5 separate regions of the Mus musculus genome follow, and regions 2, 3, 4 and 5 are each linked to region 1. A link is a contact called in public HiChIP or PLAC-seq and promoter capture Hi-C data. All regions are on one chromosome and are shown on one strand. Each heading gives the region's core, a stretch centred on a gene start, on an enhancer-like site or on the middle of the called end of the contact. The rest is flanking DNA. Distances are from core to core; before and after follow the strand shown.

The links. Promoter capture Hi-C pulls out the DNA fragments that hold promoters and counts their contacts. HiChIP or PLAC-seq counts read pairs in DNA pulled down with a chosen protein or histone mark. Capture Hi-C pulls out chosen DNA fragments and counts their contacts.
Region 2: a contact with region 1 is called in a promoter capture Hi-C map of pre-B cells, with 4 times the contacts expected there. The contact joins the promoter of Plekhm1 here to the promoter of Nmt1 in region 1. A contact is called at or near these places in 2 of 39 promoter capture datasets (neural stem cells and pre-B cells), 4 of 484 Hi-C or Micro-C datasets (CD4 T cells and CD8 T cells), 4 of 115 datasets of contacts at active chromatin or transcription factors (astrocytes, memory CD8 T cells, regulatory T cells and 1 more) and 2 of 9 other capture datasets (adipose tissue and liver).
Region 3: a promoter capture Hi-C map of pre-B cells shows a contact between it and region 1, with 4 times the contacts expected there. The contact joins the promoter of Arhgap27 here to the promoter of Nmt1 in region 1. A contact is called at or near these places in 2 of 39 promoter capture datasets (liver and pre-B cells), 3 of 115 datasets of contacts at active chromatin or transcription factors (bone marrow-derived macrophages, memory CD8 T cells and pancreatic cancer cells) and 2 of 9 other capture datasets (liver and pancreatic islet).
Region 4: a contact with region 1 is called in a promoter capture Hi-C map of pancreatic islet. The contact joins the promoter of Arhgap27os3 here to the promoter of Nmt1 in region 1. A contact is called at or near these places in 3 of 39 promoter capture datasets (cranial neural crest, neutrophils and pre-B cells), 5 of 115 datasets of contacts at active chromatin or transcription factors (the SCID.adh cell line, bone marrow-derived macrophages, effector CD8 T cells and 2 more) and 4 of 9 other capture datasets (adipose tissue, liver, macrophages and 1 more).
Region 5: a contact with region 1 is called in a FOXA1 HiChIP or PLAC-seq map of pancreatic cancer cells. The contact joins the enhancer-like site here to the promoter of Nmt1 in region 1. A contact is called at or near these places in 1 of 39 promoter capture datasets (cranial neural crest) and 7 of 115 datasets of contacts at active chromatin or transcription factors (the SCID.adh cell line, embryonic forebrain, embryonic stem cells and 3 more).

What each region holds. Positions count from the first base shown.
Region 1 is chr11:103,025,386-103,031,237 of GRCm38.p6, reverse strand. Nmt1 (N-myristoyltransferase 1) reads right to left here and starts at 2,695. Exons shown (of 12, transcript NM_008707.4): 1 at 2,536-2,695. The coding sequence starts at 2,666. It also overlaps a transcript of Dcakd not described here.
Region 2 is chr11:103,409,307-103,415,158 of GRCm38.p6, reverse strand. Plekhm1 (pleckstrin homology domain containing, family M (with RUN domain) member 1) reads left to right here and starts at 2,454. Exons shown (of 12, transcript NM_183034.2): 1 at 2,454-2,566.
Region 3 is chr11:103,361,331-103,367,182 of GRCm38.p6, reverse strand. It overlaps Arhgap27 (Rho GTPase activating protein 27), which reads left to right and starts at 3,491. Exons shown (of 18, transcript NM_001205236.1): 1 at 3,491-3,914; 2 at 4,849-4,976. It overlaps Plekhm1 (pleckstrin homology domain containing, family M (with RUN domain) member 1), which reads left to right. Exons shown (of 12, transcript NM_183034.2): 12 at 190-2,908. The coding sequence ends at 301.
Region 4 is chr11:103,342,385-103,348,236 of GRCm38.p6, reverse strand. Arhgap27os3 (Rho GTPase activating protein 27, opposite strand 3) reads right to left here and starts at 3,484. Exons shown (of 4, transcript NR_045346.1): 1 at 3,318-3,484; 2 at 2,774-2,821; 3 at 1,192-1,382; 4 at 1-435. The region is part of intron 3 of Arhgap27 (Rho GTPase activating protein 27); the gene reads left to right.
Region 5 is chr11:102,746,757-102,752,608 of GRCm38.p6, reverse strand. It overlaps the pseudogene Gm39501. Among named protein-coding and RNA genes, the nearest start is that of Adam11, 12 kb to the left of the region's middle. Within about 2 kb of position 2,683, at least 40 of the 459 cell types and tissues checked have an H3K27ac peak or open chromatin away from gene starts, as enhancers often do. A contact at or near this core is called in the SCID.adh cell line and pancreatic cancer cells, where this site is marked.

The sequences.
Region 1 (5,852 bases), core at 1,446-3,945:
AACACACCTATAATTCCAGCACCTGAGAGGCAGCCGCAGGTGGATCTTGGTGAGGCCAGCCTGATCTACAGAGTAAGTTCCAGGGCAGCCTGGGTAACACAGAGAAACCGTGGGGTGGGGTTGGGGGGAGTGGGTGGTGGTGGTGGTGTATTGCACCACCACACCCTGCTCAAAGTAGGTATCAATGACTCCAAAGTTCATACTTTCCCAAGGGTGATGCTGTCTCCTTCCAAAAACACTTACTCTGCTTTGATAGTTAACGGAAAATGCTGGTTCTATGCATCAGAAGGAGCTCCTGACTAGGTCCTTCATTTGTCACGTGCCACCTGCAAACTACTTCATTTTCACGGACCCCTCGATTTGGCATACTAATATAATTTGCTTACTCAAACCATATCCTGTAATAAAACACCCCCCCCCGGGGTGGGGGGAGGTCACCCCTAAAGATTTTGGGAAAAGGGAGCTATCACTCTGTGGCACCACAACTAAAACAAAGAACTTCCTGGCAAACAGGATTTTCTTGGTTTTCATGCTTGTGACTGAACACCAGGGCCTGCAATATGGTGAGAACGTGCTCTATGGCCAAACTAGATCTCAAGTCTTGGCAAAGTTTTGTAAACTGTGGTTTTTTTCAGCATACAAACCTATTAAAAAAAAATAAAATAAAAATACTGACATCGGTTGGGGCAACATTTTCACAGAGAAAATTAGAGCAATTATAGAATGAACAAAGAAAAAGTTGGACTTCCACTTCTGAAGGGACTTTCACACTCAGCCCTCTCATCTGAAAGATTTCTCCCTCAAGAGGCCTGTCCTGTGTTCCTCCAGTGCCTACTTCCTCCTTCTCAGCTCTTCCATTCTTGGGAATAGCTGTCTTAAAGGAGGCTGTTACACTGGATCTGCTGTGAATTACAACCACAGAACAGTCGTGAAATCAAGGCTGGCAAGCTTTCTTCTCTGCCACATTCTTGTGATTTTTGTTCCCCCCCATGCTGGTGAGAGAACAAGAGGCTGGATTTTTTTTTTTAAGCCTAAAACTCACCACAGTCAGATTACTGATCATTTAATCCTTTGCTCAGCCATCTTTAAGACAGAGGAATAAATAGAGTGTAGCCAAAGGTTACAAACTTCTATCTTCATCTCAACTTTAACTGGGGCTAGGGGGAAGCTAAGAGCTGCCGGCTACAGCTAATGGCAAGTTGGCTATAACAAAATCTGGCTATAAAAACCAAACTACCACCAGGCAGTGGTGGCACACGCCTTTAATCTCAGCACTTGGGAGGCAGAGTCAGGTGGATCTCTGAGTTCGAAGCCAGCCTGGTCTACAAGACAGCCAGGGCTACACAGAGAAACCCTGTCTCAAAAAACAAAACAAAACAAAACAAAAACAAAAAACAACAACAACAACAAACAACCACTCAATCACACACCCACAAGTCTCTACACAAAAATATACATATGTATACATACATACATACATACATACATATTGGGTGGGGGCGTTAGAGCAGCAGGAAAATAATATGAACTTAAATACATCATTTTTCGTGACTGGCTTACTGATGTACTGATTGGAAAAACAAAGACAAATACAAATTCTCAAATATCTGGCCCATTTCTTCTTCTCTACTAACAAAAGACTGAAATTACTTATAGTAAGACCCTGACCTACACAGTGACCTGTAACAGTACTAATCCCCATACCCGAGAGACAAGAACATCACCCCAAGTTTGGAGTCAATCTGTTCTACATTGTATGCCCCAGGCCAGCCATAGCTACACAGTAGAACCTGTCTAAAAAGGCAAAACATAACGAACAAAAAACCCCAGGGAGACCCTAAAGTACAAGACGTGCAGTAGTACCCCACAAATACCACATGTTCTCCAAGAAGCAACATCAGTTTATTGAAGCTTTGAGGCCCTTCACTAAATTAACAAAGTGAAGGTACAATGAAATTGACTCTTCACCGATTATTTGAGGCAACAGACACTGAATAAATCAAAACATCACATCACTAATAACATAGGATCATAGTGAGTTTATATTTCGGACTTGTCTGGCAGTTATATTTTACAACATAATTATATGCATGGCTTGTATAGCCTAGTGAATTTCCTCATTGAGCGTGAACTACAACGAAATGTTTTATTATTAGTTTATGGCTAGTCACGTTTCTCATACACCTTTATAAGTAACGTTCCTTCTGAACCGCAGCTTCTAGATTGCTCTGCATTGTACTACTGAAATCTACCGTTCAAAATGTTCTTTTCCCCCATCGTGCCTAAAGCAAGGGAGTGGTACACTAAACAGAACTTTTATATAATAAAAGTATTGCATGTCTCCGACCCTTAATATCTGAGCACCCATCCTGGTAAGTGACAAAGACAAAAACCAATCGCTAGGTAGGATCTCAATGGCTTAGCCAATAAGAACATGGGGGTGGGGTTAGACTAAGCTCCCGGTGACTTCCCCGCACCCCAGATACCCAGCTTGTGGGAGACCGGACAGGAATTGGGCTACGATGATCTCGTTACCTCCTGTTGTGGCTGTTGTCCTCCTCGTTCTCGCAATCGCTGCAGTGCTCATGGCCGTTTCCATTCCCTTCCATCATCAGTGGCAACGAAGGTGCCGGCAGCTTCACTGCTGTCTCACTCTCATCCGCCATCTTGGGTTGCGAGAGCCGGACTCCGCGCCCCGCTACATGGAGGGCTCCTATTGGACAGAGGAAGTACGCGCTGTATTCTGGGTTTTGTAGTTTGTGTGAAGAAATCTGCCACTAAGGGTGGCTTGTTTTCAAAAAACTGTACCGATGTGGACTACAAAACCCAGAAATCATGAAGGGACGCTGCCTTGGGAGGAGCGGGCAGCAATTCCGGAAGCCCCTAGGTTCGGCCGCCCTCTGAGACGAAGGGCGCTGTACGCCTTATAGGGTGGTCGCGGGGCACGCTGGGAGTTGCAGTTCCATGTTGAATTAGAGTTTCGCAAGTAAAGGGCTTGCAAAGTCCAAGGTTTTCAGGCCGCCCTTGGTAATCAACAGGCCACAGATGAGCCGTTATCGGCTAACGTTAAGGACCGTTACCATTCCTGGGTAAGTGAAAGACACTGAGGTTCATGGCTGCGATTCTCCAGGAGCTCAAATGCCCTTACAGAGGACTTTCCTATAGGTTTGCTCTCGGCTGCCTTCCCTACTCCAGCCTTTAGGGAGACCTGGGTCTTTGGAAATCTAAAACCGAGAGGCAGTGCATTGAGGTGTGTGGAACACTGCCCCCGAGCCAAAGACTTGATTGCTTGCAGGGGAGGCTTACCATTTCTTGGCTTCTAATTTTGCACTGCGCTCTTCTTCACATTTCCCTTTGATTCTCCTCTAGAGCCTTCCATAACAAGTCTTTTTTTTTAAGATTATGATAATTACACCATTTCCCCACTTCCCCTTTCCTTCCTCTAACCCCTCCCATATACACCCCACCTTGCTCTCAAATTCATGGCCTCTTTTTCTTTAGTTGTTGTTACATATGGGTGTGTGTGTGTTTTCCTAAATATATAAATATAGCCCGTTCAGTAAGCATAATGTTGTATGCAAATGATTTCAGGGCTGGTGTGCCTGGGAAGAACTATTTCCTCCCCCATTTTTAGCCTTCCTTAATTGCCTGTAGTTCTTAGTCTGGGGTTGAGGCCTCACGAGCTCCCCTACTCCCAACACAAGACTTTAATGAGCACTTACACGCCAGGCTCTGGCGTAAGACTTTTTGTACCTGAATTCCTATAATTTTAACAAGCTTAGAATGTGTTATGCCATTATTATTCCTTTTTCACAGATGAAAAGACTGTTCCAGAAAAGTTGGTACATTGTTTGTAGGCGGCAAAATCTGTCTATAAATCTGTATCTACCTACTCTGTGCCCTCTGTAAGGCTTCACCGTCACACCAGTCACACTGTTGGATCCAGGCAACTTCCAAGGACGAATCAGTTATAGCCAGGTAAATGCAGCATCTATCTTAGAATTGCCTAAATGCTTCTGTCCCTCTGGGCTTTGTCCTGTAACTAGCTAGTCTAATCATAATCCTGAGAAGATTGCCCAAAGACAAGGGCTTAGAGCCTTCCTATTTGTGCTGAGTATGCTGGGTGGTGAAAGACTGGGTCTTACCATCAGAGAGCTGCAAGGCCGAAAAGGGAAATGACCTTTGCCTTGGTAAAACTGAACAAGGGAAGAAGCAATTCCTTTTCTGACTCACAGAAAACAACAAGAGCAACAACAACAAAAAAGAAACTGCAGAGCTAAATATAGCCAACTCATCTTACTTGAGCGGCAGGCCCAGAGAAGTAAGACTCCAAAGATGCAAACACTCCTTGGTCATTTCTGTTTGATTTCAGAAAGCAGTCAAAGCTGCCCACTTGGGCTCAGCTGACCATATTCGCATTAGGGCTTCCTGGTAGAGGACATGCCTAGCATGCATAAGGCCCTGAGTTCACTATGCACTACTACCTCCAGCATATTACATGTATTCCTGTGTGCATGTGTGTACATGTGTACATGCTTGCACTTTGACCCACTGAGCCGTCTCACCATCTGGAGGTTAACTTTTCTTTTTCCTTTTTTTTTCTTTTTTCTTTTTTTAAAGATTTATTTATTATGTGTAAGTACACCGTAGCTGTCTTCAGACACTCCAGAAGAGAGCATCAGATCCTATTATGTATGGTTGTGAGCCACCATGTGGTTGCTGGGATTTGAACTCAGGACCTTTGGAAGAGCAGTCAGTGCTCTTAACTGCTGAGCCATCTCTCCAGCCCCGAGGTTAACTTTTCTATTGTCTCCTTGAACTCAGATGCTCTTGTAAAGTAGACACGGGAGGGGACTTGAAGAAAACTACGTGTCCCAAAATTCAGTGACGCTCAATTGCAAAGCTTGAATGAGAACTTACATCTATTCTAATTCCCAGACCTGTGTTGTTGGCTTTTGCACAGACATGGTTTATGGTCAAGAAAGAAGGAAGATGTGGGTTTCTGAGGGCCCTGCCATTCTTGGAGTTTGCAGCTGAAGTACAACATTTTGCTTTGCTAGCTGCGATGGTTCTTGTAACCCTAGGACTGTGGGCAGAGGAAGGAGGATTATAGCAAGTTTGAGGCCACCCTGAATTCCATAGTACTTTTCTGGCCTCTGTGGGTACCAACATAAATCCACACACATATATAAACATACACATAATTAAAAACAATAACAATAAAAAAAATCTTTTAAAGAAGATTTCACAGCTAAGCCAGAATCGCAAGTTTGAGGTCAGCCTGGGCTAGCTAATGAAACTTTGTTCTCAACAACAAAAACAGCTAATACTTATAAATGAACACATTTTTATTTATTGGGGCCAGGGGACAGGATGACAACAGCCCCAGCAATAGAGTCCAGGCCCTTAGTCTGGGGGAAGGGGTCCTGCAGGAAATGACAGCTGAGCTGACTTTTCATAAGAAAAGCACACCCAGAAGGGCAGTGGTGATGCCCTTTAACCCCACGAATTAGCCAGGGTTCTCTAGAGTCACAGAACTTACGGAATGTCTCTATGGTGAGGCAATTTATTGTGATGACTTACAGTCTGTCCTCCGATTAACCCAGCAATGGTCAGCTGTGGATGGAAAGTCCAAGGATCTAGTAGTTGCTCAGTCCCATGAGGCTAGGTGTTCCAGCTGGTCTTCTATAGAAGTAGGTTCCAACAGATGTGCTGGCTAGTAAGTGCAAGCAGGCGAAGAAGAGTGAATCAATCTTCCTTCTTTCAATGTCCTTACATAGGTCTCCAGCAGAAGGTGTGGCCCAGATTAAGGTATGTACCACCACACCTGAATCTGGGATTTGCTTGTCCCA
Region 2 (5,852 bases), core at 1,205-3,704, 380 kb before region 1:
AAATTTATAGGCAAAGGGAATATAACTAGAAAAAGAATTATCCTGAGTGAGGTATCCTAGACCTGGTGTCTATTCAGTTATATGTGGACATTAGCAGTTAAGTCAATGATAACTAAGCTACAATCTGTAGAACCACGCCGGGTAGCTGTAGAGGAAGGGAATAGAGGGGACAGACAGCTCTTCTTTGGAAAAGATTATGGATGGATGCGGGCTTGGAACAGGAGGATCAAGTGGGGAAGGAGGAGGGGGTTTGGGGAGAGACTACTCAGGGAGAGACAGCTAAAATTAAGGGGGCATTTAAAGGGTAATATGAAAAACTAATACAGGACAGATTTCCTAAAATATATACATATATGAAGGCAATCTAAATGAAAGCTCCAAATGATCCAGCAGACAGGCTGTGAACTGGCCATCTCTTGTCACCAAACAAAGCTTCCAGTACAGGGACTGGGTTACAGCTAATTGAGTCATTGGCCAAAGAGGCCCATGGGGATCACCAAACAACCCAAGTTGTTGCCTAGCCTATAGGTTGCTCGCCACAAACCAACAGCAAGATTCCACTGCTAAGACAATACCTGCACACCTCACTGAACCTGAAGATGCTGAGTAGGTGCCTAAACAGAGCCTTTATCCCTATGTTCTGGTGTCTTTGGTACAAGAGGGTACTTTGCACACTACCAAATGTGAAGCGCGAACACCAAGCCAGCTGCAACCCCTGCATAACAATGACGTACTGCCTTTAAGATATGTTAGGGCAATGGGGGCGCCAAGCTTATGGGAGAAACCGACCAGTAACGGATTTGACTTAAGGCCCACTTCACCAGGTGGAACCCATACCCAACATGCTTGGGGTAACCAAGAACCAAAGACCAGATAGCCCAGGGACCTAGGGTAAAAGCAAATAAGACTGGTGTCTTAGTTAGGGGTTCCATTGTGGTGAAAGACACCATGACCAAGGCAACTCCTATAAAGGAACACATTTAGCTGGGGCTGGGTTACAGGTTCCGAGGTTCCGTCATTAGCGTGGCAGCAGGCAGACAGGTGTGGTGCTGGGGGAGGAGCTTTTTTTTTTTTTTTTTTTTTTTTAAGAGTCTTGATTAGAAGGCAACCCAGAGGGCTGGAGAGATGGCTCAGTGGGTAAGATACCCAACTGCTCTTCCAAAGGTCCTGAGTTCAAATCCCAGCAACCACATGGTGGCTCACAACCATCCTTAATGAGATCTGACTCCCTCTTCCGGAGTGTCTGAAGACAGCTACAGTGTACTTACATATAATAAAAATAAAATAAATTAAAAAAAAAAGAAAGAAAGAAAAAAGAAGGCAACCAAGAGACTGGGCAGAGTTTGAGCATATATATGTTTGAACATATATTCAAATATATATTACCTCAAAGCCACAGTGACATACTTCCGCTAACAAGGCCACACCTCTTCCAGTAAGGCCATGCCTCCTAAATAGTGCCATTTCCCATGGGCCAAGCACATTCAAACCACAACTGGTAAAAAGAAAGAAAGAAAAGGAAAAAAAAGACATAGTGATAAAATGACTCCTAATGACATTTGGGTACTCATAGATCAATGCCTTGTTCAGCCATCATTAGAGAAGTTTCCTTCTACAGCAGATAGGGAACCCCAAGGGAGAGGTGGAAAGAGTGTAGGAGCCAGAGGGGATGGAAGACACCAAGAAAACAAGGTCCTCTAAGTCAATAGGAGCAAAGTTCATATAAACTCACAGAGAGTCTTTTCTTTTACAGTCACCACCTCTATGGCCCACACCTAGGTCCTAGGTTCCCTTTTGGGCACGGTCCTCAGACCTGCCCAGCCTGCCCTTTATTAGTCACGGTTGCTACATTTGACAGTTTTCTTCCGCGTCTATTCCGAGAGACAGCTGTCATTTTCTGTAATGGAACAAAAGCAATTAAATAGTGAGAAGACAAAAAGCAGGTCCTCTGGGCTTCATGCCTCAAAGGGCTGACCGCAGGCAAATTAAACTAACAGGTCCAAGAGAGCCCTCAGGGCGATCACGTGGTATGAGACAAGTCAAAACAACTGTTTCCTGGCTCCGGAAAAACCAGACCTGAAGGTCCCACTTGGACCCAGGATCCACTTGCTCCCTCCACTACTAATGCCCTTAGGGAAACATACGGGTTAATGGCGCAACAGGGCGCATTTTCGGATTAAGGGGGCAAACACGACAACCCCAAAGTTGCACAGATGCGATTGAGGGGCAGAGCTGCGGGACGCAGAAGTCCCGAAGCTCCAAGGGTCCAGCCTCTCTGCGCTACCCAGAGCCAGAGTAGCGAGAGCGGCAGGATCGCTCACCTGAGCCAAGAAGCCCTGCAATCCGGGGCAAGGGAAGAGCTGACGGCCCCGCCCCTCGGCTCCTCTAGGCCCAGTGATTGGTTTTTGAGGACTGGGGGCGGGGCCGTAGCGAGGAGCCGACGTGATGGCGTCAGACGCCGCGCGCCGCTTCCTGTTGTCAGTGCCTTTGGAGCCGCAGCTTCTGCTCGGAACCGAGGGGGGTCTCGCTTCGCCCGGAGCGCCGCCACCTGCTCCTGATCCCTTCGGTGAGTGAGTCTGGGGTCTGAACGTGGAGGGAAGCGCGGGGCGGTGATGCGACCCGGCGGTGGGCCCGCAACCTCGCAGCCACTCGCGACCCCTGTGCGCCTGGAGACTTGGGGTGGGAACCTCGGCCCTTCGCAGCCCGGGCCTGCTCCCACCTCAGCCAGTGGCCACCGGCTCTCTCCCCTCCGTCTCCACCGCAGCCAACCTCAGCCCCAAGCCGGGTCCCCTAACCACCGGTCTTGCAAAAGTGTAGCCTCACTCGTGACCCCTCTTTAGCCCAGTTGCAACCCGATCCGAGCGAGCCACATCCCTTCGCCACCTCTTATCTCAACATCGCGTTTATCCCTCATCTCTTCTGAACCTTCCCTCGACCCTCCATTCTGGCTCAATTTCTTATCGCAGCCTGTCGTATCTGGCTCACTCGTCCCAAACACGCTAAGTCTCCCTCCCTCCCATTGACCCACTACTGAAGTTTTCTCCTGTTGAACTTGCCGGTTTCTTCTTGGTTACTGACGTCACAGCTTTATCTCAAGGCTTGTGTGTATCTTTTCTTTACCGATTTTTACCTAATTCCCTAGCTGATCACAGAGGTAAGGTCTCTCAGGCACTTTCCTGTCTAAGACTTAATATTAAACTGTCCCCGACTCTGCTGTAGAGGACTGTCTCAGTTTCTACCACTTCCCCCAGTCCTTTCGTTACTTTAAATTTAATATGCATTTATTAATTCTTTGAGAATTTTATGCATGTACATAATATTCCTGCCCCCTAACATCACTGTTAGTTTGGGGTTTTGGGTTGTTGTTGTTGTTGTTTTTGAGACAGCATGTCACTATTTAGCCTTAGATCTCTCTCTCAGATCACTCACTATGTAGATCAGGCTGGCCTCAAACTCACAGTGTGGGTCACCACTCCTGGTTTTAATCTGTTTTTTGTTTGTTTGTTTGTTTGTTTGTTTTTGTAGGATGGAGGGTGGTTTTGTTTTTTGTTTTTGTTATTGTTTTAAGACAGCCAATCTAAACAGCCATGGACTCCTGATCCTCCCTGCCTCCACCTCCCAAGTGCTGGAATTGTAGGCATGAGTCACCATGCCTGGCTTCCCAGAATTGCTATTAACTAGATCTACTCAACTCCTGTCATTTTCTTCCTTGATCCAGCTCTCTTTCACTTTGAGAATTTAGGGTATAGCTCCCTAGTGGTCATACTTGCTATATTCCTCAACAGCCATGTCTGCTCCTTGTTCAGAGCCCAGCAGACTAAACAGCTAAATTGGTGTGTGTAGGGACTCGGATGGTAACTGAGTATAAAGCTTCTTGGGGGAGATGTTCTTTGTAGTGTCTGATCTCCTAAATGTGTTTCCACAGATGGCTTTTCTGGCATTCCTATTAAGTCATTTGTGCCTGCTGTTGTAATGGTAGGTGTCATTCAAATACCTGGGAGGTGAGAGGTGGCCACTCAACCATCTCATTCATCCTGAGGTAATGGAAACCAGCCCTTCCTTTTGGCTGGCGGTTCTGTCAGTAGAGAGCCTCAGGGAAGCAGTGTGGAGTTAGTTGGTTGTGATCACAGAGTCCTGCCAGTGTGTCCTAGCACCTGTGAGGAAGAATCTACCCAGTGTTCCTTTCTGCATAGCTGAATGCAGAGCTTCCCCACTATTGAACCCAGAAACATAATGGCCATCAGAAGCATGTTGTAAGCCAGGAGGAGTCCTGGGAGGCTGAAGGACAGTACAGGGACTGTAAAATCGCTTCTCTTTTTGTAGGTCCTGGATCACTTAGTCTTAGCCACTGGGGTTTGTAGGAACATGTAAAGGTGAACCCAGTAGTTGAGACAGATGTGTGTCTTTAAGTCCTATGCTCAGCATTTATAGTCCAAGGACATTTCCAACCAGGTTCTAATGGGCTTGCTTTGGGAGGGGTCTTTGGCAGCCCCCTCCCCCATACGCAAGCCCAGTGCTGGAGTTTTAGTCCAGGGCCTTGTATATGTGAGGCAAATATTCTACCACTGAGCTGCACTTCAGGCCCTGTCAGCAAGGGTCTTGAGAGACCATGCTTACCACAGCCGTCTCCTTCTGTGAAGGCTGAATGCAGCTCTGCCTTGAATAGTCTCTCATGATGATGCAACCTTCAGAGTTGCTTTTCACTCATTGGCAGCTTTGTGTACTGGCAGAAATTTCTCAGTAGCCCTACAGCGTAAAGTGTTGTGCCTCAGCTTCCCAGTCTGCTGAATAGATGAATCTGTTCTATATGCCTCGCCTGTATCTATTAAGTCATTCAAGAGTTGAGCTATTTATTTATTTATTTATTTATTGGGTTTTTTTCAAGACAGGGTTTCTCTGTATAGCCCTGGCTGGCATGGAACTCACTCTGTAGACCAGGCTGGCCTTGAACTCAGAAATCCTCCTGCCTCTGCCTCCCAGATGTCGGGATTAAAGCCGTGTACCACTATTGCCCAGCTATTTATTTATTTTTGATTTTTGAGTACTAGTCCTAGGTCCTAGAAGTACAGCAATGAGTGGATTCTTCGAAGTTGTTTTTTTCATTCACTCAGAGCACCCACGTCCTTAGAATCCTATCGCAAAGCCAGGTACAGTGCTACCCACCTGAAACCACAGGTGCCCAGGAGGCTGAGAATGAGAGTTCAAAGCTTTCCCAAGGAGTTTAAGACCTTCCTGGGCTACATAGTAAGTTCAAGGTCAGTCTATGAGACATAGCAAGATCTTGCTCAGAAATAAAATATTTTTTAGAAAGAGTTATTATTATATGTAAGTACACCGTAGCTGTCTCCAGACACACCAGAGGAGGGCATCTGATCTCATTACGGGTGGTTGCTGGGATTTGAACTCAGGACCTCCAGAAGAGGAGTCAGTGGTAGCACACTACTGGGTCCTGCTGAAGGAAAAATCTAAAAGCCAGGCAGAGTTGGCCAGGCTTTGTAATCTCTTCGCTGAGGGATGAGAAACTAGGAAGATTGCTAGAAGTTGAGGCCAGCCTGAGCTACCCAGCAGACAGAACAAAACAAAGCCAAAAGGAGGTAGAGAGAAGAATCCTATACTGTGTGGAACAGGATTGTGGGAGAGTTGGTGGTATTGGGTGAAAGGGAAGTCGGAGGGGAAATGTGTCCAGCGGGGGCAGATGCCCTCGCCCACATGAGAGTTTGGTCTGGTCTCTCATCCTCCAGCAGTATTTAACTTGAAGCTCCTGCTTCAGAAGCGTCTTCTCTTTCCCCATCCCCACCCCGTCCCCAAACCCTGCCCATAGCCCTAACCCTAACCCTCTTCTTAGCCCTGCC
Region 3 (5,852 bases), core at 2,242-4,741, 340 kb before region 1:
AAGCAGTCAAGCAGCACTGGCAAAGAGTGACATGGGACATCAGTGGGCATGGGGTTCACTTAAGGATTCAGTATCTGACCTGCTTTCCAAGGGATTAGGAGGGTAGCACATGTGGGCGCCAGCTGCTGACAACTCAGCCTCTCTGGGTTCTGTCCATGGCACCAGCAACCCCCGATGCTCTCTCCTCAGGTGTGCTGAATGCAGAACTGTCTTCCATCAGAGCTGCCAGGCTGTGGTGAGGAAGGGCTGTCCCCGATGTGCCCGCCGGCGCAAGTACCAGGAACAGAACGTTGTCAGTTAACCCCGCTGTCCCAACTTTCTGGGGCCATCCATCTGGGTCTGTCATTGGCCTAGGCTTCCTCTTCTCCCTATAAGGAAGACTCTCGGGTGTGCCCAGAGCTCCAGCCTACCGAGAAGGCGCAGGAAGTCCCAGTGATGCCCGAGGCCCCTCACAACCCTTCTGCTCCAAGAGGGGATCCAGCAGGTGCCTCTGCCCAGGGCCTGGCTTCCCCGGCTGTCATGGCTCCTCCGTTAGGGCTGTTCATGTGTACACTGTGGGAACGAAGCCTGGTGAGCATTGCCACCATGCTCCTGAGTAAAGGTCTAGTTTTTTTAAGGCAGGTTTTTTCCCCCTTCATAGTTAAACAGAAAATATTTTTTTATTCTTGACCTACCCAAGTCACCCAAGAAATACAACCCTTCGCCCGACCAGATGGGTGAGAGCAGCCCCAGCCCAGGCAGGCATGGAGCTGGGTGGACAGGCCTCTGCTGGGTTAGCCTATCTGGACTGGGTGCTTTGCCTCTGCCCTTTCTGGCACATACTGCCAAGAGTGCAAGTGTCATGTGCCAAATGGCCTGTCATTGTGAGGCTGGGTTCTGTGGCCACCTTTCCCTCCACTCCTCACGTTCTCACCTGTAAAGCGTCCCTCCCTCTGTTGGAGCTCTTGGCTTACCTAATAGCTGTGAGTACAGCACAGCAGGAGCAGGGGGTGACCAGCACCAGCACTGTCAGCACTTTGAGCCTTCCCTGCTCAGGAAGGCCATGACCTTGCCCACCTCATCCCCATGCCCCCTTACCCTGCAGGGTAGAGTAGGCTAGAAACCAGAGAGCTCCAAGCTCCATCTGTGGAGAGGTGCCATCCTTGGGCTGCAGAGAGAGGAGAATTTGCCCCAAAGCTGCCTGCAGAGCTTCACCACCCTTAGTCTCACAAAGCCTTGAGTTCATAGCATTTCTTGAGTTTTCACCCTGCCCAGCAGGACACTGCAGCACCCAAAGGGCTTCCCAGGAGTAGGGTTGCCCTCAAGAGGCTCTTGGGTCTGATGGCCACATCCTGGAATTGTTTTCAAGTTGATGGTCACAGCCCTGAGGCATGTAGGGGCGTGGGGATGCGCTCTGCTCTGCTCTCCTCTCCTGAACCCCTGAACCCTCTGGCTACCCCAGAGCACTTAGAGCCAGGGGCCTCAGGTGGAATGGAGGGTCTCCCTGGAAATGTGCCTGTCCTGTCTAGAGGAGGTTACCCCACCCTCCCTGAGGTGAATGAGCTGAGTCACCTGAAGCTTGAATTGTGCAATAAAACATAGGAGTAGGAAGGCAGATGGCAGAGGCTGCCAAGAGTTCATCTGTCCGTCATGGAAGACAGCGCTCACCAGTGGTTGAAACACCAAAGCCCCCAGAACCACCCAGTGTATCTCTATCTGCACCCCCGAGCTAGCATTAACACGTCCCCCAAACTACAACCTGATCAGAGCCTCCTTTCCTTGTTTTGGGATCCTGAATGGGCAAGAGTCTGTCCCCTGTGGGCCTGTCACATGAGGGTATTCCAGAACCTGTCTAGGAGATGGAGCCCTCCCAGTGTCTGGGCTGCGAGCATAAGAGCTGGCCCTGTCCTTGACTAAGCGACTGACTGACTGCTCAAGTGAGAGACTTGCCCCCACCAGAAGAGTGCTCACGTGAACCTCAGCAGTGCCCACACTATTGGAAAAAATGCTATTTTATGCAATATTCTGACAAGTGAGCCTTGGCAGTGCAGAGGAGAAACTGCTGCTGTGTGGTATTTGAGTGATTTTGCAGTAAAGAGCTGGCCTTTCTAAGCAGTCTTGTTTCTGAATCTCAATCATTTGGCTCTGGGGAAACACTACCTGGCTCCCCTTAGTCCTATGCACTGAGCATTTCAGGGTCCATGGAGCACACTTGCCTGACCAAGCAGCGAGGGAGAAGAGGTAAGTGAGGGAATGTAGGCTGCGGGCGCAGGTGGGTGCCTTTCTCTCTCTCTCTCTCTCTCTCTCTCTCTCTCTCTCTCTCTCTCTCTCTCTCTCAAACACACACACACACACACACCCTGTAAAAGCAGGACTCTGGGCATGGAGAGAGGCAAACAAGGAAACCGGGCCCTGGCACCTACACTCACGGATTAAAGACTCCAGAGGCCTGTCTACTGCTAGCCTTCCCCAGGAGCTCCAGGAGAAGCCCCCACCCCCACCAAACACCCCCACCCCCCACTGCCCCTGTTAGGACAAAAGAAGGAAACAGATTAATTCCTAGGGAAACCAGGTTGCAGAAAAATGGGACAGAAAAAGACAACATCCAGGGCTTCGTTTCCTGGCCTTGAGCGCCCTCAGCCAGTGGGTGGGTGCTCCTTGGCCATCTTTGAGGCAGGTTCTCAGGGCTCAGAGCAAAGGGAGAGGAACTGGATTTGGAGGTTGGGGGTGGCAGGCCCGGGGGAGGCGCCTGGCACTTGCGCTGCTGCTGCTGCTGTCTTTGGTTGTCTTTCCACCTTCAGCACAGTGCCTCTGAGGGCAGTTTCCCCTTTCCCCTGTCTAGAGGGGGATGGGCAAACTGGAGTTCTCATCCCCAGAAAGTGCCTCCTATAATGAAAGGAACAGGTTAATAAAATACATGCGCTCACCATCGTTGTGTTTAGTGTCTATTTCGTTTAACCGTCCCCACAAGCATGTAATGGGAGTAAATTGAGACTCATGGGTACTCCCATGTCTATACAGGCTAGCTTGTGGCACAGTTGGGCATCAGGTTGCTGTATGGACAAGGACCTGGCTGGCTGGCAGAGTGACTAGGGCAACTAGGAAAGGACAAAGGTAGAGTGGAGGGAAAGAGCTCACCCCTTCATTTTGTGCCTTCCCTAATGGATCCTAAGATACCCACCTCAGTGTGGACTTGTTAGTGGACAAAACTAGTCAAGTCAAAATATGGAAAAAGGAATTGGTGGAGGGCTGTCCAGCTGAACCCTTAGCCCTGCGACACTAGAGGAACATCGGCCTAGTGGGGGTGGGGGGCTCCCTTCTCTGCTCAGCGGCCCCTAATGGAGCATCTAGTTGAACCCCACTCTTTCTTGGAAGCCAGAGAAAATAAAAACTGGGTCTTGCCTTTGTCAGAAGTGTTCACAGGCACACCTCAGAGTGCTAAGGCTGCTTTCCCAAGAGGCAGGTAGTTTCCAAAATGGGAGGATCCCGCAACTGCACTTCGGCCGCCTGCAGAGTGGCCGGTGACTTCCTCCGACAAGGATGAGGGTCAGTGGGAGTCTAATCTGGTCAGAAGCTGAGAGAAACTGCCTCCCCCGCAGATCTCCATCCAGGCCCTGCCACCGCCTCCTCCCCGGAGACAGTCAGGTGTGGCCCAGGATCCTGGGGAAGAGGGGGGAGGGTGGCGTCTCTGCTCCTAGAGCGCTGGCCCGGCCCAGAGGGGACAGGAAGCCAGGACACCGGGGATTGTCTCTTGCAAGCACAGCCCAGTCCCGGCTTGGGAGGAAGTTCTGCCGAGCGCTCTCCGCCGGTTATATTGTTGAACAGGAAACAGGGCATCGCCGGAGCAGGGCTGTGGAGCAGGCAGCTCCGGACGCGGACCCCACGCGCGTCTGCCGGGACAAGTGGAAGCTAGGCCAGCGGGCGAAAGTTCTAAGGTGCCCGGGCCGGGCTGGACTGAGGGGGGAATGGCGTTGGGGAGGATGGCGCTGAGTATTGGGAGGGCGGGAAAGGTGCCCCCAGGTGGCCGTCCCCACCCTAGAGCCCCGCGCACCGCCTGCCCTTCTCGCTGCACTGGGGCTAGAGCAGTGCGAACCTGGAGGAGGGCCCGGAGGCCCAAACCCCGGGGAGGAGCTTTAGGTGTAGGGCTGCCTTCTGTCTGGGGGCGAGAGGTGAACCAGCCGAAGTCCCCCAGTGCTGACTTAGATATTGGTGACGCTATAGCTAGGGACGACCGGGAGCAGAAGATACAGGAGACCTACTGGCTAAGGGCGCCTTCCTCACCGCTCTCGCATCCCTCCCCTTCTCTTCGCTCACCCCAGATAATGGAAGGATCTGAGGCACAGGTCCTCTTGTCACACAACCGGAGACACAGCACTCCCCTGTCTGTGAGCGTCCCTGCAAAGGGACTCTAGTTTTTCCAGGCCCGGACAGGCTGCTCCCAGAGAGAGCCTCAGAGGGCGGAGGTGCTCCCGGAATGGGTAGTGCTCTTAATCTTGCTGTGAAGGGCTCACAGTTCGTGATTCAGGGAGCAAAAGGCCCCGCTCGGAATGTGCATGCCAGGACAAGACAGCCAACTCCGCCGGGCATTCCCAGAGCATCGCGCCCGCGGAACGCCAGGTCCTCTAGGACAACAAACCCCTCTGAGCGTTGAGGGGGTGGGGGGGAGCAGGGCCTACTGACTCTTGGGCTCTGCTCGCCTATCCATCAGCACCCCTTCCACTCAGCCCCTTCCCCATGCCTTTTTTTTTTTTCCTGGAGACCTCAAGGGCTCCAGCACAGACATTATGGCTTCTCCGCATCCTCTCAGACAAGCTGTATTGGGGACTAGGAACAGCCCTACTAAGTGTCGGTCTCCGCCTCTCCTCCCAGTGTCTCCTGTTTCGCGCTGTTTCTTCAGTCTCGGTCCTTGGAAGTCCCTCCCACAGATATGGTAGAGGCCTAGTCTGCTTCCCTCCGTCAGCCCCGCCCATGGGCAGCCTGAGATCCTCCCAGCTAACGTGAGTGCACGGTTGGGGTCCTGGGAAAGGGGGCGTAACCCAAGGGTACACACTTCTAGGATTCTGCTCGGCCAGCTCTGGTCTGCCATTTTACCATCTCTCGGGTCAGGATGCTCAGTGACTAAGTTTACACCCCTTCCATCATCAAGGAACTCTTGAAAAAAGAAATCAGCCTTAGCAAGACGGTGGACACCCCGCTGCTGGTCCCCAGGCCACCTTGTAGGGCAATAAACGGAGTGGTCATTGTAAGGTTTTGGAGTGACCAGTACTTCCGGAGTAGGCCACCTGCTTCACTTTGTTGAAGACACACAGTTGGGATTGTTCACGCGCGCACACACACACACACACACCAGGCACCAGACAAAACTAGCATTGGTGGGGGGGGGGGGGGTCGCGTTATAATGATCACTCCAAAGAGATTTAGAGGACCCTGGTGACACTGTTGCAATGCATTCCCTAGAAGCTACCCCCCCCCCCCCGGACAGGCACTCCTTGTAGGGAAGGACCCCTAGGCAGGTGAAGAGACCAGGAAGCCTCTTAAGAGGCTGCCGAAGAGCTGGCGTGCAGGGGGCGGTGCTGGCCCTAATGGGCGGGCCAGACTTCACGGTTCACGTGTGCGACGAAGCCACTGGGAAAGGGAAGAGAAACCCAGAGAACCGGTTCTCCAACCTTAGCTGTCCAAGCCCCTACGTCAAAATCACCGGATTAAATAAGACAGGGACACTTCTAAGGTAGAACAACTTGGGGGCTGCCCTAGAGCCTGCGCCCCGTCGTTAATCTCGCCCACCTAGAGGGCAAACTCCTAAAGGGAGGGGGTACTTAAGAGCTTTCCACGGATTCCCTGCAGGCTGGAGGCGTCAGGGTGTGGCGAGACGG
Region 4 (5,852 bases), core at 2,235-4,734, 320 kb before region 1:
TGGTGTGTAGTTGTATTCTCATGTATGTGGATGGCATGTAGTTGTATTCTCATCTATGTGGATGGCGTGTAGTTGTAGTCTCATGTATGTGGATGCACAGGTGTGTGCATACAAGTGGAGACCCTAAGCTGAAGTCAGACACCTCCAGGCGGGTCTCCGGTTACTGTTTCTTTGTCAGACCTGGGAAAAGCCTGTCCTTGTCTCCCTTGCTGCGATTACAGGTGGGCCACCACACCCACCCAGCTCTTCCCTGGGGTCTGGAGATGTGAACCCCAGTACTCACGGTTGCACGGCAGATGCTTGCTTTACCTGCTGAGCCATTTCCCTAGTCCCCCACTTTCCCTTTTGCTTTAAGACGGACCTGGTTAGGAACATAGTTCATCCATCGATAGAGCACTCGTCCAGCTTTCGAAACGCTCTGGTTCAACCCCGGAGCTTCAAAAACAACACAGAAAACTGGGGGTGCGACCCAGTTGGTAAAACGCTTGCCGAGAGTGCATGAGGCCTTGGGCTTGATCCTCAGAACCCCATAAGCCAAGTGTTTAGAAGGAAGGGAAGTGTATGAATCTCTGTGTGTGTGTGTGTGTGTGTGTGTGTGTGTGTGCGTGTGTCTGTCTGTGTGTATGTCTATCTGTCTCTGTGTATGTGCATGTCTGTCTGTCTCTGTGTGTGTGCATGCCCACCTGTGTGTGTGTGTGTCTGTCTGTCTGTGTGTATGTCTATCTGTCTCTGTGTATGTGCATCTGTCTGTCTCTGTGTGTGTGTGTGCGTGCCCACCTGTGTGTGTGTGTGTGTGTGTGTGTACTGTCTGTGTGTGTGCGTGTGTCTGTCTGTGTGTATGTCTATCTGTCTCTGTGTATGTGCATGTCTGTCTGTCTCTGTGTGTGTGTGCGTGCCCACCTGTGTGTGTGTGTCTTTCCGTCTGTCTCTCTTTCTCTCTGTCACACACACACACTCACACAAAGGATAGAGAAACCAAGTTTATAAAGCACCATCAGGACCAAGGTGATTAAAAAAGAGGAGTGGACAGAGGTTGGAAGTGAGGCCTCCATAGCCTGTGAAGGCTCTTCAGGCCCAGGTTAGGGAAGCTGGCTTGAACAAGAGGTCCCTGTGCCCTGCATCGAAATGAGAGAAAAGTCTGAGGGGTGTGTGGGTAAAAGGCAGCCCTGGTCACACTTTCTTACTCTGTACCTTGGCTCCACTGGGCAGCCCAGAAGTTCCTTGATGGGCTCTGCGGGGCCCTCTGCCAGCACCCCTAGTGTGTGCCAGGAAGGAGCCACACCCAGCTCGCCCACCCAGGAGGAGGAGGCCCAGCAGGCAGCTCCATGAGGTCATCCAGAGGCTGGGGCAGAGTCCGGTGCTTAGGGTGCCCAATTGGAAACCTAGAATCAGAAAAGCAGAAACACACCCAGCTTTCTCCCCAGGGCCCCGTGGGTGTGGGAACCCAGAGGCCAGCTGTACTTTCACAGAAACCAGCCCTGGGGGTGGGGAAGAGGACAGCCCCATGCTATACAGCCAAAGAAACTAGGGCCCAAAAATTCCAGCCAGTGCTCGCTGAAACAGAGCCTACCCAGACCCCCACACCTCTGGATATAGTCATTCTGTGTTTATCAAGATAATTCAGCCCCAAACCTATCGTGTTCGGGATTCTGTTGAGGTGAGCACCTGCCTGGGACCACACAGTCACTCCAGATAGTAGTGAAGTGCTCTGCCCAGGGCTGTGCTCTCGTACAGCCGTGAGCGTGTAGCTCTCTCCGTGGCCTGGGTGGACACGGAGGGTTACTCAGTCACTGGCCTACAGAAGGTGTAGTAGGGGAGGGACCCATTGTGTGACAAGATTGAGATAAAAAGCACAGTCCTTCCTGCTGTCTCTCCACCCAGTCTGGGTAGCAAAGAGTGGGCAGGCTTAGAAAGTGAATGGAGGCCTGTTCCTGGCTGAGTATTTGATTTGTGTGCTCTCTCTCTCTCTCTCTCTCTCTCTCTCTCTCTCTCTCCCTCCCTCCCTCTCTCCCCTCTCCCACCTCTCTTTCTCTTTTGCTTTTCTTTAGAGAGAGATTCTCACTAAATAGCCAAGAAGCTACAATGAACAAATTCCAGGCTACCTTCCAATTTACAGCCCTGCCTCAGTCTCCTGAGTGCTGGAATTACAGGCACAGGCTGTTCTGTGCAGTATGTTTTGGGGGCCTTTACTGTGCCTCTCAATCCAGGGGGCAGGATTTTCCCCTTGCACTGTCCCCTTCCCCTCCCCTTCCTTGGAAGGTTTTGAAGATGAGGCCTGGAGAGGGAAAGGGGGTGATTGACAACTGGTCTGTGAGACAGATGGGGTGATTGGTCTGTGCAGGTGGCTCTGCCCCCTCCTGTTCTCAACATGGTGTGCTTGTGGGCACCAGCTGTGGTCATCACCTCAGCTTGTTAGGAGAGAAGTCGAGATAGCCTGAGAGCTAGCCTGTGCACCCAGAGTAGTACTGGCTTCCCGGGAGCCACCAACTGGGGACCATGTACCCTGGGGACTGGGTTGCTGATAGAGCTCAGATATGGGTGCCGAAAGGGCAGAGGGCCACAGCGCCTCAGCCCTCCTGCGTTCTCACCGAGTGTTTCAATCCTGCCCTGTCTCTCTGGGGTTTCTGCAATGGGAGAGCAGGCAGGGGTCAGAGTCTACACTGGAAACAAACTGGAGACTCAGAAGCAGGGCCCAGGAAGGAGGCACCTTGGGGAGGGACAGGACAGACAAGATGGTCCCCAGAGACTTGGAGACACAGCTATAGCTACTCACCCAGGGCACGCTGGGTCTGCTGTGTGTGGCTGGGATTGGAGTGTGCACCTTAGTGAGGGGATGAAGGGAGGAGAGATCAGAAGAAAGGAGCGGGTTGCTGTCCTACCTCCTTTCCCTCAGTGGAGGTGAGCGGATTAGGCACTTGGATGTAGAGACGTCTATGGGGTTGGATGTATGTGGCCACCCAGGAGGAAGAGGGCCAATGTGCCTTGGTAACCAAGTCTGGAGGAGACAGAGCCAGGTGGTCGAGTGGGAAGACAGTGGTGTGGTCGCTGTCCCTTCTGTTCTCTTGGCTGGCAGAGTCTAGACACCAGCTTCCCCATACCGCATGTGTCCAAACCCCTTCCTCATCTGAAACGTCTCTCTCCACAGCCTTCCTCTTTCCCTTCACACCCTCCTGGACCTGCGGCAAGTCCACAGCCACTCACAGTCTTGTGTCTGAGCCTCAGTACACCAGGCTAGCCCGGGGTTGAAGCCCTCTCCTCAGAGTTTCTTTCCACCTGTCCCCATCTGAGCCTCATCTTCCACGACACCCATGACTTACACGTGAACGATTTGGTAGAGGCTGATCCAAGCTGTGTCTGGGGATGGAATGCAGATCAATCCAATGTGTCACTGGAGCACTGAGCACAGGGGCAGGGTGGTCGGGGGGAACAGCCAGTGGAGTCCAGGAAACATGAAAACACCCCAACCTGAGCCACCCCACACCCATCAGGCAACTCTGTCTCAGGCACTTCCGCAGCCCTGACAGGAAACCAGCCGCAGTCTCAGCCTCCCGCCATCTCCGAGGCAGCTTCTTGTTTCCCACTTGCCCTGTGCCACCTCAGAGTTGTGGTCCCCGGCTCCACCCCCCTAAGCTTTCCCAGGCTGCATCCCAGCAACTCAGACAGGGCCGGGATGGTGGATATGATTTCAAAACTGGTCAGAAGGCAGAGCCGGGCCCTGCGGGCACAGGTAAGTTAGCAGAACTCGGGAAAGGCTGAGCCTCTGAAGGGGCGGCCTTCTGGGTTTGGAGCCGCAGTGGGTCTATGCCGCACTCTTTTAGGAACTGATTATAAAGCTCAGAACAGGGCATGTTGGGGAAGAGGGGGGGTGTCAAGACATTCTTCTCGGAGGCCTTTTCTGTCTAACTTTCCCGTCTGTCCTTAGAAGGACAGACAGAGAGTTCTGAGATCCACAGCGTGGATGGGGCAAGAGAGACGGGGCTTCTACCACTGTGGGCAAGGGAAGGGAATTGAAGACAAGGGGCCCAGGACCATAAAGAAGTGAAGGGGAATTTCTTGGCTCAGTTCTCTGACCTGAGGTGGCAAGGCCTCTTCCTCTTCCCCACTCCTGTACCCAGAGGTTACAACTTAGGAGCCCTTGATACTATTTTTAGGCTATGGCTGCATGCAGGTCTCCAGAGTGGGGGCCTGCCATGTTCCCCTGAGAGCACAGTGAAAGAGCCTCTGCAGCCTCAGCAGCAGTGAGAACCCAGCAGAACCAACCATGCTAACAGAGGAGAGCTGCCTTAGCCTGCCACCCAGGCTGGGGGTGTGGGGAGCTCACAGAGAGCTCTGGAGTTTGAAGGATCATCATGGCTGCAGCTTGCAGACCACCTCAAGGAATGGGGGTCTGCCTGTTTGCCTCTTTGAGGGTCCCTCTCTTTCATCCCAAGCATTTGGTGTCTCTGGGGCAAGCCTGTCTTCCTCCTGCTCCCACCTTATGATTCTGCATTGTCTCTTCTTGGGGTAGCCCTGTCACTCCAGGGACCTAAACCTCCCTCCCCCCCTCTCTCTCTTCAGTATCCCCCATACCTGCTGGTGTGTCCTATGTTCGAGACCCCTGTTAGCTCCCATAGCCTGTCAAGCATAAATCCCTGCTCCAAAGAGCCCAGTACCACGTCGTCATCGCCCTATCACCCATGGACCCTTCCAACCCCAGGCCTGGAATAGGCAAGGCCACAGCCCTGGTGTGTCCAACTGTGACGCAGGAAGCGCATCTGTCCTCTCTGTCCCCTGTCATTATGGTTTCTGTCCTATCCCTTGAAATCTCCTGAGCGCTGTGGCTCAAAGCCGCATCCCAGCTATCCCTTTCTCACATTCTGTTCTGTGTGAATGTGCTTATTTCTGGCATTTGCCACAGAATTGACTTGCCTATAAAGCCGTGTCTGAGAAGATCTGATATGGGCTTCAGGACATTGCTTCACCTGAAGGGGGCCCCCGTGGCACTGGGCACACCATCCTATGTCCTACTCACAAAGAGATGCATGCCCAGTAGGGACTAGGGAGATGGCCCAGTGGGTAGAGCGCTCACTGTGTAACCATGACGCCCAGAGTTTGTATCCCTGATACCCATGTAAAAGCCAGGTAGGTGGGCATGGAAGTCTGCCTGTGATCCCAGTGCTGGGGAAGCAGAGATGGGATCTCTAGAGCAAGGTGGCTAGCTGGACTAGCCAAGTCAATGAGCTCTGGCTTCAAGGGAGAGACCCCGCCTCAATATGTAAGGTGGCATTTATGTGGAGTTAAGTGGAGGAAGAAAGCAGTGTCAGCATCAGGCCATACGCATAGATGTGTGCACGCATACAAACATATACATACATATACACACTACATATACACAGAAGGAAAGAAAGAAAGAAAGAAAGAAAGAAAGAAAGAAAGAAAGGAAGGAAGGAAGGAAGGAAGGAAGGAAGGAAGGTAGCCAAGTAAGGTAGGTGGTCAGCCACCCAGCCTCCAAGGCAGCATGCCACTGGACCCGAACAAAGTGATGAGCAGCTTAGATCTCTCTCCAGAGAGCCTGTGACTCGAGGCTCCCCAAGAAGCAAAGTTAGAGTGAGCAGGAAGGGAGAGAGAGGAAGTCAGGCGAAGGGAATAGCCTCCGGAAAGGCCAGGAAGTGGCTGGGGACCTTCTTCTGGAGAGGCAGGGGAGCAGCCTGGTGCAACCAAAACACAGGATGCCACATGGGGTTTGGGGTCAGGGAGAAAGGAGAAGTGGGTGGAAGTCTGTCTCCACCATGGGATCCTAAAGGGGTAACGGAGGGGAATTGGTGGGCTCAAACCCTCTGCATCCCAGGAACAGGCCAATTTGGCAAAACTGA
Region 5 (5,852 bases), core at 1,434-3,933, 280 kb after region 1:
TGTGAGTTTGCCACTACAGGGGCAGTCAGGGCGGTGTGTGCACCTTTTGGCTCTAAGATCTGTGGTTGGAGTTGGCCATAGATGGATCAGAGGCTGTTCCACTCTGTAGCTGTGGCCTTTGGTAGCTGCAGAGCCCGCTGTCTAAGCTGAATCCCGAGGCAATGATTCAGGTGACAGTGGGAAGCCCCAGCTCTAGGTGATGGAGTGTTTGTACCTGGTGGGCAGTGGAGGGGAAAGCTGGGTGCAAAAGGCCCTGGGATTCTCATTATGCAATCTTTCCTGGGGTAGGAAAATTCTGGAAAGTGAGAAGGACCTTGCTTGTGCATCTTGGAGGGACCCAGGAGCTCTCTGTACACTCATTTCTAGCTAGCCAGAGCTACTCACTCTCCACCATGCCAACGGCCACCCCTAATACAAACAGGACAGAAGAGAGTGGGAAGGAAAGGGGAGGGGAGAGAAAGAAGAAGCCAATGCTGTTAACCTTAGGGTTCCTTCCCACCTGGAGGAGGGACAGATTGGGCTCACGTGGGGAGCCTGGCCCGAGAGGGGATGCCCATAAAGTCGTGGCTGAGCTGGGTGATGATTTGATCTGCTCCTGTATACGGATGGTGTTCTCGGGCAAAGCCCTGGGGCTGAGCACTCTGAAGATGTTGCCCAATGGGAGGCACAGGGAGTTAAGATACAGCTACGGTGGGGCAAGCTGAGATCCCAGCACTTCTAGCACTGGGCAAGGCAAAGAGGGGACTGGGCAGGCAAGGGTCATCCTTGACAAACTGGGCTCCCCCAGAACAGTGTGGGGAGTGGTGGCCTACTAGGGAGGGGGCTCACCACAGGGAAGTCTGCAGAGGCAGCATTCACAGAACCCTTCTTCCTCAAATGAAGCAAGTCAGACAGACAGACAGACAGGCAGGCAGGCATCTTCTGCAAACATCTCTCTGGAATTTCAGCCCTGTATTGCAAAGAGCCTAAAGGGTGTTGCTGTTTGGCTGTCTTAGCAAATTCAGCAAGTCCAATCCCTTTTATGGACTTTAAAGGTATAACACAAACTGTAGGAAACATGGAAAAGCCGATAAATTCGACTTTATACAGATGTATATAGGGTAGAGGTCATAAGCACAGTTAAGAGAGAAGCCACTGATTCCAAAACTATGTACAAGTTAATTTTAAAAGGCTGGTGCCCTAATGCATGCAGGGCTCCTTACAAAGCACCAGGAAAGTGATCAATAACCCAGGAAAACGAGCAGAGGGTAGCCAGAGGCCTCACACAGAAAACCCAAATGACCAGACAGAACTGTTGACGCCATTCATTGTAAGAGAAAATGAAGACTAGGACTATATCATACATGCTCCAATTTATCAGTTTGCTAGAATAACAAGGGGCCAAGGAAACAGAGTGTGTGTATGTGTGAGTGTGTGTGTGCATGTACATGTGTGTGAGTGTGTATGTGTGTGCATGTACATGTGTGTGAGTGTATGTGTGTGTGTGCATGTGTGTGTGTATGTGTGTGTGTGTGAGAGAGAGAGACACAGTGAGTACATATGAGTGTATGTGTGTGTGTGAATGAGTAAATGAGTAAAAAATAATTTGGCCACACTGAAGAAAATTATAAATGTAGGCACCCTCTGACCCAGTGTCGCTACCTCAGGACTTTATTACCCACTACACATTGATTGTAAATACTTACTCACTGCAGCTAATCTGTGTCCATTAGCAAGAAACAGGTTAAACAAAGCACTGCAGATTCAGGCAATGGTATATTCTGTAGCCAAAGATTGGGGGGGGGCATTTAAAGACGCTTTTTAGTAGCAGTTATAAATTATTTAAGGTATACTGGGGGAAGCAAGAAGCCGCACATGGAGCACCATTTGCCCCAGGACGGAGGTTAAAACGGTCGGATGTGCTGTGTGAATGTATGCGAACTGGAGGATGGATGTGGAATCCACTTTCACTTTAAGCCTTTTGTAGTTCTTGAATTTTGAGTGCAAGTGCATGCTATATATGTATGCATGCTATATTTATAGTGCCATATATATGTATACATGGATATCTAACTATGGAAGGGAAGTGAGAGTCCCGTTAACTAGCCCATAATCTTTCTACTTCTGGAGAGCGAGGATTACAAGTGCGCGCCCCACCCCACTTAATTATTTTAAAAATGTGAAAGTATCCGTTTCTTTCCTTAATTCTTATACACACGAATGTGGGGCTTTATACACACAAAGATCCCTGATTTAGGTCAATCCTTGCAAGGCTCCTCACAGCCCAAAACCAAAATTCATTGCTTCATTACCCTCCCCCTGCCCCACCCCCTTACAGCTTTCTCAGCTCCACTGCAAACCCAAGGCCATCCCAGGCCTTGCTCTGCGGCACACCTAGGGCATCTGCTGTCTGGTATCTCTTGTACCTTCTAGGAAAGGGACAAAGGCATTGGGGACTTCAGCCTTGACTCCCAGATGCACCCTCATCTATTGCGCGGAGTCTTTCCCCATCTGCCGCACAAAGGCGAAGGCACAAAGGGGAAGGCATCTTTCTCTGCTCTCTCACACTGCTATTTCCTGACCTCAGTTTCATCTGCTCAGGGACAGGGGTTCTTCATGGCTCTACAGACTCTAGGGCTGAGTCTTCCTTGTTCCACTGTTGACTCCATGACCTAACCCTGTGACTCAGAAGTTAGGAAGGATCTGACAACATGCCAGGCATGTCCTGTAATCCCTAGGGAAGCTGGGACATTGGGACAATGAGGTCAGGGCCAGCCTGGGTTACACAAAGAGAATTTGTGGAGGGAGGGAGGGAGGGAGGGAGGGAGGGAGGCAGGGAGGGAGGGAGAGACTTCAGTTCACACCACTGATGGGCTAAGAAATGAGGACTGACTAAGGGTGTGGGCGTGGGGCACTTGCTGTATTGGACTGACTAAGGGTGTGGGCGTGGGGCACTTGCTGTATTGGACTGACTAAGGGTGTGGGCGTGGGGCACTTGCTGTATTGGATGGCCATGTGACACACAGGTTTGTCAGGGTTCTGGCTCTGCAGATCCTGGGAATTTGAAAGTTCACTGACCAAAGTAGAGAAGGAATTCAGCTCAGGTGATGGATTCAATGGCCTCTCAGACTCTTTCTTTTGTTCTGTCTGTCTGTCTCCCTCCCTTCCTCCCTCATTCCCTGGCTGCCTCCCTCCCTCCTTCCTAACTTCTGAGCTTTTAGGACTGCAGGTAATCAGAGATTCTTTGCATATGTCTGAGTATCCTTGATGGCCCATGGTTGGGATTAACCCCAAGGCTTTTTACGGGGCAGGAAAGTGAGGAAAGCTATGGTCTCCTTCCTCAGCCCTTGGATTTTGGAGACAAAGTCCTACTGTTTAGCTCAGGTTGGCCTTGAACTCGTGACTCTCCAGCCTTGGCTGAGGTTACAGGTGTGCACCATCATGCTTGACTCTTGCCATTATAGATTCTGATTCTGCAAGTATGGATAGAAGTCCAGAAGCCTGCATTTATTTAAAAAATATTGGGGACCTACTTTGTGTCTATGTAGTTGGTGTATGTGCACATGTGTTTGGGTGCATGTGCACTTAAGTACAGAGAGGCCAGGGAAAGCCTGCTCTTTAACTCTCTACCTCATTCCCTTGAGACGGAGCCTATTACTGAACCTGGAGCTAAGCTGAAAGGACCCTCACAGTGCTGAGGTTACATGCATGCACCCTCACAGTGCTGGGGTTACATGGACAGTTATGCCAGGCTTTTCTTATGGGTGCTGGGGATTCAAACTCAGATCTTCACACTTGCCCAGAAACTGTTCTTACCCACTGAGCCATGTCCTCTGCCCCTGGGACTTGCATTTTTGGGGAACCAGGAGACTCTGATGACTCTCATATATATATGAGTTTCAGAAAACAGCCTTTTGCTCTCCAAACACTTTTAAGTCAAAATCTTCAGTTAAAGACCACTGTGTAAATACGGCTCCAGTGACCTCTTCTCTGGGCTGAGTTCCCAGAAGAGTCTTTGCCAATGGAGCGAGCTGATGATCAGTGCCAACTCTGACCAGCAGGCCCCTGAGGGTGGACTTTGGCCTGTAACCAGCCACGGTCCTCAGGAATCAAAAGGACTTACCTGGTACAGTGTGAGCTGCCTAACAGTGTTGGAGCCTCTGGGTCTCAGAAAAGAAACTTCAGGAAAGGATTTAGACAGATGGCAGCAAGGATGAAACTTCCCGAGACACAGAAACCTTCCATTTTGACTACAGTGGGGGAGGGAAAGGTCTGAGGAAGGACGCCAGCACACGTTCCAGCCCTCGTAAGGCTGCACCGCAACCTGTATCTGTTTCTCTACATTAAATGTGTACAAGGAACTCTGTCCTTCCTGGTTTGTCTTCAGATGCCTTACTGCCACATCCCAGTGTGTGGGTAACATAAGTGGGGGTACCCTATTTTATACCCTATTTTAAAGGGAACCAGAAGGCTCTGGGCCTGGTGAAGAGGTTACAATTTGGAAGAAAACAAGGCTGGACCAATAGCCATGACTACAGACTCTCGAGTTAGCTGTTCACACTTTGTCCTTTGACCCTAAACTGAACTCTGAAGATTCTAGTCTGACAGAGCCTAAACAGAGCAGTAGTTTTCCTGTCCTGTGAAGGGAAGCTGTCTTAGGGTTTTACTGCTGTGAACAGACACCATGACCAAGACAAGTCTTATAAAAAACAACATTTAATTAGGGCTGGCTTACAGGCTCAGAGGTTCAGTCCATTATCATCAAGGTGGAAGCATGGCAGTATCCAGGCAGGCATGGCACAGGCAGAGTTAAGAGTTCTATGTCTTCATCCAAATGCTGCTAGTGGAAGACTGATTTCCAGGCACCTAGGATGAGAGTATTAAGCCCACACCCACAGTGACACACCTACTCCTACCAGGTCACACCTATTCCAACAAGGCCACACCTCCAAATATGTGCAAGAATATACAAACCATCACATTCCACTCCCTGGCACCCATAGACTTGTACAAACACATGAGTCTATGGGGGGCCATACTAAAACATAGCATAATGCAAATGCATTTAGTCCAACTTTCAAAGTCCTTGTAGTCTATAGCAGGCTCAGCAATGTTAAAAGTTCAAAGTTCAAAGCCTCTTCTGAGATTCATCCAGTCACTTAACTGTAATCTCCAAAGAAGGACAGGAAACCAGCTGGGCAAACTCCAAACTCTGCACCTCCATGGCTGATGTCAAAGCAGTCTTCAGATTCCACTCCTTTTTCCTCTTTGTTGATTGCAACAAACTGCTTTCTCCTGGGCTGGTTCCACTCCCTGTTAGCAGCTTTCCTCAGCATGTATCCCATGGCTCTGGCATCTTTTACATCTTTGAGTCTCCAAGGTAATTTCAATGTTACAGCTTCTTGTTTCAGTGTCTGGGATTCCACTTCATCCTTTTGGCTCCTCCTAAGGGCTGGCATCACTTCTCCAGTTCTGCCCTCTGTAGCACTCTAAGCTCAGATTGATCCACTCCACTATGGCTGCTGTTCTTGGTGACCATCCCATGGTACTGACATCTCCAATACACTAGGGTGTTCCACTCCAACTAGGCTTCACCAATAGTCTCATAGGCTCTCTTCATGGTGCCAAGCCTCAAATCATTTGCATGACCCCTTCAGTCCTGGGCCATCAACTACAGCTGAGGCTACATCTTCCCCAATGGCCTTCCATGGCCTCTCACAGAGCCAAGTCTCAGCTGTTCTTCATGACTCTTTCATGTCTTCAAAACCAGTACCACCTGGGTAACTTTTACACATTACCAAGTCCAGCCGCAGCACGAGGTACAACCTTGACTATCTCTGGAACACAGCTTCTTTGTGCTCTCAGAAAACACT